Linked DNA regions of Pan troglodytes: region 1 is linked to region 2. The links are chromatin contacts, called in public HiChIP or PLAC-seq maps. All regions are on one chromosome and are shown on one strand. The core of a region is the stretch at or near the end of the contact, and the rest is flanking DNA. Distances in the headings are between cores, read along the strand shown. Region 1 holds the start of LOC467699 (golgin subfamily A member 2). Region 2 holds the start of VPS13C (vacuolar protein sorting 13 homolog C).

Evidence for each region. HiChIP or PLAC-seq counts read pairs in DNA pulled down with a chosen protein or histone mark.
Region 1: a contact with region 2 is called in an H3K4me3 HiChIP or PLAC-seq map of stem cell-derived excitatory neurons, with 8 times the contacts expected there. The contact joins the promoter of LOC467699 here to the promoter of VPS13C in region 2. A contact is called at or near these places in 1 of 7 Hi-C or Micro-C datasets (induced pluripotent stem cells) and 1 of 1 datasets of contacts at active chromatin or transcription factors (stem cell-derived excitatory neurons).

What each region holds. Positions count from the first base shown.
Region 1 is chr16:54,246,635-54,252,138 of NHGRI_mPanTro3-v2.0_pri, forward strand. LOC467699 (golgin subfamily A member 2) reads right to left here and starts at 1,306. Exons shown (of 19, transcript XM_063794425.1): 1 at 1-1,306. It overlaps LOC134808454 (golgin subfamily A member 2-like), which reads right to left. Exons shown (of 4, transcript XM_063794171.1): 1 at 2,353-5,504; 2 at 1,823-1,984; 3 at 1,608-1,715; 4 at 1,305-1,414. The coding sequence starts at 1,975. The coding sequence ends at 1,307.
Region 2 is chr16:54,060,298-54,066,159 of NHGRI_mPanTro3-v2.0_pri, forward strand. It overlaps VPS13C (vacuolar protein sorting 13 homolog C), which reads right to left and starts at 3,338. Exons shown (of 84, transcript XM_054666973.2): 1 at 3,210-3,338. LOC134808452 (a long non-coding RNA gene) reads left to right here and starts at 3,223. Exons shown (of 2, transcript XR_010151395.1): 1 at 3,223-3,355; 2 at 3,485-4,950.

The sequences.
Region 1 (5,504 bases), core at 56-2,555, 180 kb after region 2:
GCAGGTGGCTAGACAGACGCAGCATTGTCTTTGGCATCTGTCACAGAACAAAGCAGGGCATTAGGGGGCCATGCAGGAGAGAAGGTGCCTCAGTGGCTTGGACACAAGAGTGTGGAACAGGTATGACAGATGCTTACGCAATGACAGTGACAGTCACGCATGCTTGGAGCCACTCGGGGGTGTGGATATGGTTTGCCCAGGCCTTGGGCTGCTAGGCAGCATTTTGAATGGCCGAAGCTCAAAGCAGGGGCTGCCCGGCCTCCTTCATGAATACATGAGGACCTCGCTCCCCCTGGAGTTCAGCAAAAGACAGCAGCAGGTTCTGACCTGTGGCAGCCACAGCAGGCTGGAGGAAGGTGTACCAAAGTCAGGGAAGAGAAAGGCACTGTTCTTCCAGAAGGCCAGTCTGTGCCACAGAGTGACCCTAACTGGGCCCCTCCTGGGCAGAGGACAGTGATGAGGAAGTAGTAGTCTGGGCAATGTACAATGTAGCTGCCTCTCTCTTCTCCCTTCCCTTCTCCCTTGCAGTGGCATAATCAGCAAGGGCTACCATCTCCTACAGCTCGCCCAGCTTCTCCTGCAGCTCCTCCTTGACATGCTGCTCAGACTAAAGTGCGTTGTTGATCTCCATATTCTCACTGTTCTGGACAGAGAGAAGCAATCACGCCACCCACTGCAGCTGGAGACCGCAGAACTTGGTGTCTGCCTCCCACGGCACTGGGAAGGATGGAGGCAGATTAGAAAAATCATCCCCTCTCATCCACAGCCATCAAAGCAGGGCTCTGGCTCACAGGTCCCCTCAGAAGTGCCGCTTCACATGAGGGCTGCGCCCCCTGCTGGGGGCTCCAGGGGTGGGGATTCAGCTGAGAAAGGAAGCAGACAATAAGGGCCTCTGGATTCTCAAAAACACCCTCCTCTTGGTACACAGCTCCTCTCGGGCTCCCCAGACTTGGCCTCCCTGCTAATGATTCTCAAAAAAACCCTCTGCATTCTCAAAAAAAAAACCCTCCTCTTGATCCACTGCTCCCCTCAGGCTCCCCAAACTTGGCCTCCCTGCTAATGATTCCTTGCACCCTGATGGTAGCCAATCTTCCAAGCCACTTTCAGATAGAGACAACTGTGGGTGGCTGACAACACGCACTTTTTCTTCTTTGCTGATGGGGACATTGAGGCTCATGACAATTACAAGACTTGCCGCCTCCTGGCACAGACCTCTTTCCCTCTGCCTCAAAGCCTTTCCATGCATCCACCTCTCTGGCATTCTAAGCCATCCCCACAGCCCTCTGATGCCAGTCCTGCTCCCAGGTCACCCCAGCCCCAGCTTACCCATCTGGTTCCTTAGTTCAGCCAAGCTCATCTCCAGCTCCTGTACTCGACTCATGCTATGCGCCGTCTCCTCCCTCAACGTGTGCACCTGCCAGAAGCACAGGGGGAAAGGGCCCTGCAGAGAGGGGCTGCCAGCTGGACAAGCTACCATCTCCCTCTCTGCCCCTACCTCCACAAAGCCCAGACCCATGACCACCTCTGGCTGTGCTCCTCCCATTTCACAGATGCCTGGAACAATCAAGTGACCTATCTATGGTGGGGGCTGAAGGGTCAGGTCTCACCTGCTCTGACATCTCCCGCATCCTCTGCCACCACAAGGCGCTCTCTCCTTTCAGATTCTCAGCGTGTTGATCTTTCTCCATCTGTAGTTGTTTCAGTGACTCCATTACCTGCAAGAATGGGCACAGAAGTTAGGAAGGGCTGTCACTGGTCCTCACCCGCTCCTGGCCACCTGGGGTCATCTTCCTTCCACATCCCTCCCTCTGCAAAGCCTCACCTGCCCCAGGTGTACTTCCAGCTGTGCCCGCTCCTCCATGGCCTGCTGTAACTGCTGGTTAGCATCAAGGGCTTCATAACCAGCTTCAACTCCTCCATCTGGGAAGCTGGGCTGCCAGGGGATGAGGGAGGCTGTAGGACTCACACTGTCCATGTTCTTCTGCTGCGTGGAGAGAGCAAAGAGAGTTCGTTCCAATTCTCCCGTAAACTGCTGGGAATACTGCAGGCAGCTGGCCAGATCTGTGGACTCTTCTGAAATGAGAGAGGTTGAGATGGGGCCCAAAGGACTACCCCTAAGAGCCTGTCAAAGCACCAGGTTGAAGGATGACGGGTTCCCAGATTCCCACCTTCAAACTGCCTGGCAGCAGCATGTTCAGTGTGATACAGTGCTGTCTTCAATTCTGCTTTCTCAAACATCAAGATTCCAATTGTCTGATTTGAACTTTTGGGAGAAAAGCCGAGCAGATGCTGAAAGAGGAGGAAAGCAACATTCTCCAGAGGACAGGAGGGAACTTCACACCCTCCACTCACCTCTAACTGCCTCTTTAGGGCTCTCCCTGGTTTTGCTGGCTTTCTTGCTTTTCCTATAGGAAGAGGAAGACAGAGCTCTTACTGGGGGAGGCAGAGATGGCACAGCAAGGGACATGCCCCCAGAATGCCACCAATGCCCCAGGACAGGCCCACCCATGGGACCAGGTTATCAGGGACCCTGTGGGGATGAGGTGGAATCTCGGGGGTGAGCCTTTTTCCCCAGGCTGGGAGTCAGCAAGATGAGACTGGCACCTCTACATCTGAGTGCCCCCCAAACCCAGCAGTCATGCCGTGAGCAAAGAAATCACATTACTACTTCCAGTTGATCCACAATTTTTTGGTTGTGCTGTTTCTTGGAGAGAGTCAAAGGAAGGTGACCAAGGGTGGCCCCCTCCACTCTATTCCTCAGGCCATGAAGCAGTAGGCAGGGGCCAGGAGTGGATTTTAAAGGCAAAGTTCTCAGACCCACTAGGACCATGAACTGGTAAAGTCTCCTCAAGCTCCCAAGGACAGAGGATTTGGGTCTTTGTTGGTTTTGGCCCACAGCCACAGAACTGAAAGTCTGAATCTGGATTCTCTCAAAAGGACAGTAACATAAAGCTCTATGAGGCAGGAAAATAAGGTCTGGAGGCAGGGAATCTAAGACTGTTTCGCGCTGACTTCCTAGAATCAAATTGAATGGTAAAGAGTGAGAAGTTCAGATCTGGGGATCCTGGGCCATTCCACACAGTGCCCTTTAAAAGGTCTAGAGCTGAGCTCAATGTACAACTTGGTCAATAAAGATCTCTACTGTGAAGTTGCTTTGCTTTAGAAATAAAATATTAAATAATTTTTAAAAAGATCTCAGGCCAAGGATGGTGGCTCATGCCTATAATAACAACACTTTGGGAGGCTGAGGTGGGTGGATTGCTTGAGGTCAGGAGTTCAAGACCAACCTGGGCAACATGGCAAAGCCCCATCTGTACAAATACAAAAATTACCCAGGAGTGGTGGCATGCACCTGTAGTCCCAGCTACTTGAGAGGCTGAGGCAGGAGGATCACTTGAGCCTGGGAGGTGGAGGTTGCAGTGAGCTGAGGTCATGCCACTGCACTCCAGCCCTAGTGATAGAGGGAGGCCCCATCCCAAGAAAAAAACAAACAAAAACTCTACTATCTATTATCACCGTGGAATAGTTGAAGTGTTGGCTTGAACCTCAGAAGGAAATAAACAGACTCATGAGCTAGTCTTATAAGTGTAATCTATATAATAATGGTTTTCATCCATGATGCATTTAAAACAAATTTAAGCCCTAACCCTGAGATTCTGGTTCCCCAGGTCTATGGCAGGGCCCAGTTTGTAGATTTTTAGCAGTCTCTAGAGGATTCTATGGCAGGACCAGAACAAGGACCCAAATTTTCCAGCTCTTGGCTGGAGCCTCCCCATAACCTGCATGATCCCTAGACCATGTCCCCAGCTGGATGGGACTCCCACCACCCCTGGGGCTGCAGCCTCTTGCCTGAAGCAGGATCTTAGCCCTCTCCAGCTTCCTTTGCAGTTGCTTCAGATTGAGTCGAAATCTTCGGTCACTAGGACTTGAAGCTTCTCTTCTAGTTCTGAGTTCTTCTGCTTCCGGTCCTCATTGTTTTGGCTATGGCCAGAGGCAGTAGAGAAAGGAATGAACAAAGAACAGAAAGGACTACTGTGGAATCAATGAAGAGCAGAAAGGACTGCTCCTCTATCCTCACCTCACCCCACAACCACAGAACCATGGCATTGGAAGTCACCTCAGGAATCAAAAGTCACAGGTGGTAGTCCAGTGAGAAGATATGAGTTCCCCGAGGCCAAACCATGAGTCAGGGGCACAGCCGGCCCTAAAGCGTAGCCTGTGCACACATGCAAACCTGTATGATCACCTCACCATGCTCACCTGCAGCCCTCCTACCTCCCAGCACATCACCCACGCTAAGGGCCCCACACCTCCCATCCCACCCTCCCCCATCCTACCTGTTCTTGTACGACTCCAGCCTGAGGGCATCTCTGTCTTTGGTTACCTCCTTGTTATACTGCAAATACAGAAAGGTTAAGTCAGGACATAACAGTCAGAGGAGCAGCTGGCTGGCCAGTAACAATAGCTATAATAACTATTCCCCAGTCAACACTTCCTTACTCTCAATCACAGCTGACATGTTTTCATGGCATTTCCAAGCCTATAGTCTCATTTGTTTCTCAAAGAACTCAATAAGGGTGGAAGCGACGGGGAAAGAGATCGAATTTATAGCTGGCTACCAGAGGCCCAGAGAGATCAGAGAATATTGCTATTGTTATTACCCTTATTACTACCACTGTTTGAAGCTTTGAGCGCTTCACCAGGCACCATGCTAGCAATCCCATTTAATTCTCACAACCACCATATGAGACAGTTACTATTTTTACCTCTATTGCGTAGATAAAAAACATGGGGTATTAGAGGTTAATTGCTTGCCTAAGATCACTCAGACAGAGCCGAGATTTGAACACCCAGGTATATCTGATTCTCTAAGCCCTTTTTTTCACTGGGGGTTGGGACACAGAAAGGAAGGAGGAAATTAATTTTTTGTTCACTTTTTGAAAGAATGATAAATTCACATAGTCCCAAACTCAGAAGTTACAGAAGTGAAATATCTCCCAGCCACCCTGTTTCTCTCTCCTGAGTTTTGTATGAATCCTTTTGTGGCAGGCCAATTCTCCCTGATAGTCACACAGACAGGCCTTCATGACAGTCACACAGAGAGCCCTGCACCACACTCCAGTTATACAAACAAATTTCCACAGAGCTGCCTTAACATTGAGCAAATAGTTAAACCTAGGGAAATCCGTGCCCAGGTATCAAAGCTAAAAATGAAACATATGGTCAGTAGGACCCTTGCATAGGCTTCTCCCTAACCTGGAGCAAGTCAAAATAATAGAGACAGTCTTATATTCCTTGTCTCGGGTCGACGGAATCTGAGACGAGTCAAGGTAACAGAGGCAGCTGTTTGAATAGATTCATCGGAGAGTCTAAGGCAGTCTCCAGACCAAGCTGTAAGAGAGGTAAGATAGAAATAATCATTCAGGTACCACAGTAGACAGACCTTGAAGGTACCAGGGCCCTCACAGCTTAATCAGACTTAGCAAGCATTTTTTGCCTCTGAC
Region 2 (5,862 bases), core at 2,088-4,587:
TAACGATAAAAGCTCGTGACTTCTAGCTTTATAGCAACCACAAAAATAAAAGGCAGCAAACCTTTACAGAGGCAGAGTTGTGAGCTGATAAAGCTAGGAGAATCCCTGATTGGAAGTTCACTGGACACAATATGTGAAAGAAATGGGTTTATTTGCTCAGGCCTATTATAAAGTTAATGTTGGCCACTGGCAGAATACCTTATTCTAAAAATTTAAAAATGAGATGAAAGAAAGTCTCCTTTTCTAGATTTCACCAAAAAAAGACAAAAGGGGAAATAACATAAAATTACGACATTTTTAATTTCAGTTGTGAAAAACTTCAAAATCTTCAAGCAGTATACTCCTCAATGACATGGTAAAACCATTATCAGAAGAACAGAATATTGGCATCACCTTTGATGTTACCTAGTCCAACCTCCAATTTTAAAGATAAAAGAGAGTAACATTTGACGGCAATGGAACCTCTGACTATATCCATACGTTTTATCTTTTTAAAAAAAAAATGTCTAAAGTAAATATGGCATAATATTATAACATTAAAATATGAGTAATTACATGAAAATATTATATCATCCAGTATGATTTAAACTTTTCAGAATTTAAAAATATTTTTTCTATAAAGTTTAAATTAAGATGAAGAAACTAAGGCCCAATAAGGTAAGTGGCTTGTCCAACACAGCACACCATTCACCAGGCCTATTCAGATTTCAGATTTGCTACTCCAGTGCATTTTCAAGTTTCAAATGTCTACAAACCATAAGGAATCACTGGAAAGAATATTGCCAGTATTCTGAAGAAATACTTGATTTCTGCAGAAGATGCTGGTCATTTAATTCCTTAAATTTGTCTTTCTTTACTTACCTTTCTTTTACATTGTATTGAGTGTGGTGGGGGGGATGTAAACAAAGTATGTACAGTAGGCCCTCCATATCCACGGATTGAACTAACTGCAGACCAAAAATATTTCGGGGGGGAAAAAATAAAAAGTATCAATACAGCAATAAAAAATGCAAATTAAAAAACAACAGAACAACTATTTACGTAGCATTTACTTATTGGGTATTATAAGCAATCCAGAGATGACCTAAAGTATACAGAAGGATGTGCATAGGGTACATACAAATACTAGGCCATTTTATTTAAGGGACTTGAGCAACCTCCAATTTTGGTATGGTCAGGGGTACTGAAGCCAATCCCCCATAGATACCAGGGGACTATTGTATTGTTGGGCAAACCACAGTGAACCAATCAAATGATCAGCTACCTATTAAAAACAGGCTCTTGGCCAGGCACTATAGCTCACACCTGTAATCCTAGCACTTTGGGAGGCTGAGGCAGGAGGATCACTTCAGCCCAGGGGTTGAAGGCTGCAATGAGCTACGATCTTGCCACTGCACTCCAGCCTTGGCAACAGAGCAAGACCTTGTCTCAAAAAGACAAGCCAAAAAAAAGAAAAAAAAAACCCAACAACCAGGCTCTTCCGTAATTCAGGGTATAAACAGCATTGCCCAATATATGTTCCATATACGTAATTATAAATTTTAGAAGCCAAGTTTAAAAAGAAAAAAAGTAAAACTAAAAAACACGGGAAATACACTTTAATATTATATTTAATTTAACCCAATATATTCAAATATTATTTCAACACATAAGCAACATAAAAATTATTGAGGTATTATTTTTTTCTCCTACTTCATTAGGAGTAATACCTATTCAAAACGATGTTTTAATTCATACAGCACGTCTCAATTAGCACTAACCTCATATCAAGTGCTCCACAGCTACAGGGGCTAGTGGTTACCCTAGTGGACAGGGGAAGTCTATAGCTATTTGTTGTTGCTTGAATTAAAAGCAGATCCATACATTTGAGTCGTTTTTTGAATTTTCCTCCAAAGCTGACAAAGTTCCCAAATCTTTTGTGGAGTGAGAAAGTCCCAAAGTCCTCAAAGCTTAACACGTAATTCATGCAAACGATCAAGCTCGTTGAAGAGTGTATGTTTAAGTACACTATTTCCTGAATACTTTTATACACTTAATCTCCAGGATAAAAACGTTGGCATAAATTCCTGAGCATGCAACCAAGCAGACACCTAACTAATGACGATGCTGGTCGAGGCTTTAATTTCTCTCTATTGCTCCAAAACAAAATTCAAAATCCTCTTCGTATTGACGGAAAAGTAAATATTAAAGGAAGAAATCATTTTCACAGGAACTGAAAGCATTAAGAATAAGAATCCCTAAGCACACGCCTATCTTAAAGATCTCCTGCCTATTCCTCTCCAAACCCGGTAATCCTAAAGAGAAGGAACCCAGTTCTTGCTCCCTGTAAAATGATAGTGAAGATAACTGCGAGATGCAATTTCCTCCTTCTTTTTTCTTAGTGCCACTTCGAGCGTATATGACCAGACAACCATGCTCACTCCACGCGATACCGAAACAGGGCTCTGTTTTTATGCTGTAGGGCCAAAGGGGCCACCCTGAGTGCAGCGAGACGACCACAGAGACAGGCAGGGCGGGGACAGCAGGGCCAGGGCTTGGCCTCGGGGGACGAGAAAGGTGGGAACTTTGGCAGCGCGGGCGGGATCCCGCCGCATCTCCCCAGCCGGAGTCGGGACTGGGACCCCGAGAATCCGCGGGCGGCAGAGGCTCCCGCATCCAGCACCTGCCGCACCGGGATGGGGAGTCTCGGGCGGCGCAGGGAGCAGGGCCCGGGCAGAATCCCGGACGGAGCAGCCCTCCGCTGGGCCCTCAGCGCCCGCAGCCCACTGGCCGCGCCCTCTCGCTTACCGCCCCAGATGCCCAGCTTCAGCTGGGACTTGTTCAGGTTCTCCACATAGTCCCCCAGGAAGCGGTTCAGCAAGTCCGCGACCACCGACTCCAGCACCATGGTGGCGCTGAGGCACCAGGAGAGGGAGGAGCCGGAACCGCCCGGCGCAGCTGAGGGCGGCGACCAGCGCTGCAAATGACAACCCCTCCGGCGCCGGCCCACCCCCGCGCCGCGCGCGTGACCCCGCCGGTGCGCAGGCGCGCTGTCGCCCGGCCGGTAGCTAAGGAGGCCCAGCGGTGATCCCGAGGCTTTGTAGGCGCCGCAGCCCCGGCCCTCTAGAGGCCTACGGAGGCGTGCGGGGGAAGTTAGCTTGCGCCTGTCTCGTCAGCCGTGCACGACAAAAAAAGGACCTTCGAGAAGAACAAGGGAGGGCAAGAGTTACCGAGTACAGGGACATCTATGTGGCCGCTCTGCTTTCCCGCCGTCACCTGCTGTTGAACTCCGGCCGCATCGCGGTGTCCGGAGCCGCCTGGCCTGGAGTATGCGCTGAGCGTCACCTAGGCAACCACCCCTGCACCTGTGGATCAGGTGGGGGAAAAGGACCGACCGCGTTCTTGTCCTGCTAGAGTTCGACTCCGCCTGGGGCTTGGTCTCTGCTTCTTCAAAACATTGTTTTTTTATTTTGTTTTTGTTTTGTTTTGTTTTGTTTTGAGACAGGGTCTCGCTCTGTTGCCAAGGGTGGAATGCAGTGTGGGGATCATAGCTCACTACAGACTTGACATCCTGGACTCAAGAGATCCTCCTGTGTCAGCCTCGCGAGTAGCTGGGACCACTGGCGCGCGACAAATAATTTGAAAAGTGGGAGGAGGGGAACAGAACCACATCAAATGGCAGATATCATAGAATGAGAACTGAATATACGCGTTTTGTGAGAAACGCGTTCTTTTCCCCTTTCTCTAAGGTTCGCTTTTAATTCACTAGCCACTAACCAGTTACCTATCTCATTACAGATATAAAAAACAAAACGTAGTAGTGCCTTTTTAAGTATGAATTACTTGTTATTTATATATCACTTTCTTCCATGCTGTCGTTGAACTGTCTTTGATGTAGCACGACCTTAAAAGCAGAGCTTTTATACCACAAGGTCTTTCAACCCTTGTGAAATTTAACCACCCATTGACATTCACCTCTTTAGAGAACTAGAAATTTTTTCCTAAAATATATTTCAAAAAGTTGTTGAGATACAGTACACAGGAAGAAACCTAAGAAACGCTGATTATTTGTAGTCGCAAGCATTAAGTGCTTTGCTACGAGGAAGTGTCTGAGAAACTATTCGTGTATTTTTCTTAAACAACCTAGGCCTACAGAGGATCACAAAGAAAAATCTTAAATTCAAAGTCCGCTGGAGAAGAAAGAAAATCAAAATGGCTACAATTGGTGTCGTGTATTAAATAAAATTAAAAGTACAAAGAAAGACCCAGTCAGTACTAACTAGTACTGTCAAGATCACATTCCTCTCCCACTCCTGCACACTCCACTCCTCTTTAAGAAGATAAATCCTTAACCATCTGTTTTTCCTAGCTGGTCACAAAGACAAAATACTAGTAAGTACTTTGGATTTCTTCACCATCCACAACCAAATAACAGCCCAACCTGTCTATTTTGCTTTTGCCATCTTTCCTAAATTCTCCATGTTTTTCTTCTGGACCATGCCATCCATCTCCTTGAAATTCACTTCCTAGCCTCCAGTTATTCCTTCCTCCAATCTATTCTCATGAACACCGGATGTGTTTTCCCAAAGCACAGGTGAGCTTAAGTTAGTCACCTGCTCAAAAACATCCAATAACTTCCCAGTGTTTAGAACACTCTCTTCAAACTTTCTCCACGTTCTTTCTAGTCATACACTCTAACAATCCCGCTTCCTTTTTACATTCACACTGACTATGCTCCAAGAGGAATGTAAAGAAGCAATATATGTTCTGGTTGAGATAAGGCATGTACCCATAAAAAGTTAAAAAAGAAACCAATCCAAGGATGTATGAATAACAGTATAAGATGATAGGAAAGATGGCACAGGCAACATAGCTTGGTCAAGCAGGTGGAGCAATAGGCACAATCTTTTGGGAGAAGTGAGTAACACTAATGCTTTGTCTAATAAAGTAATTCCTTACAGTTCTATGATATAACTTTGTAATTTTGAAAGAATGTGTAAATGTGCTTTCATATGCATCATTCAGTTTTATTATGTTTCAGTTATACTTCGTAAGGCGTCATGTCATTATTATGCGAAGGTAGGCATTTTTGTGTAATCCTCACAAAAGAGCTGTGAGGTAACTAATGCAGGTAGTAGTATGGTCCTCATTTTATAGAAAAATTAAGCTCAGGAATGTTAAGTGACTTACCCAAAGTCACACAGCAGATATTAATTTCCTTTGATTCTCTGAGCACTGCCACCCTTTTCTCTTCCAGTAATTATACAATTTAATCAACACTGAGCTATTAGTCATTTTCAGAGATCTTACTTTGAAAGGTTCATGACAGAAAAAATAAATCTCAGAGTGGAAAATTTGGCTCTACATTTTTGGTACCAAAAAATGCTATTACCATGTAGTATAAAAAGCTTTAAATTTTACTATTTTCCATTTTCAGCATGTTTTAAGGGATTGATTATGTGCATTCAGTAATGCCCCAAATCTTCCATTATTTAACAAGTCAGAAATATACAGTCCCAATTTAAAACAAACTATAACCAATGTCAAGAAACACCATTAGCACCCTTATGTATGGCATTATATCAGAAATAATTTGGATACAGAGGTTAAAGAAAATGAGCATTCTAATTAATTATAGTTCTTGCCTTCATTCTGGCTTAAGAACAGTGAGAATGACAACAAAGGAAATTACAAAACTAAACTTCAATGAGGGACTAAACAATAAAAACAGATGAGCAAAATATTATTTCTGTTAAAAACAAAAGTATAAGTTAGGGACACTTAAAAATTAACTCAAAAGTGTTTAAAAAAAAAAAAAAAAAAACTTCACACTAACCACCACCCATACCCTATTCCCCAACCCTAGAGATTTTGGAGAAAAGC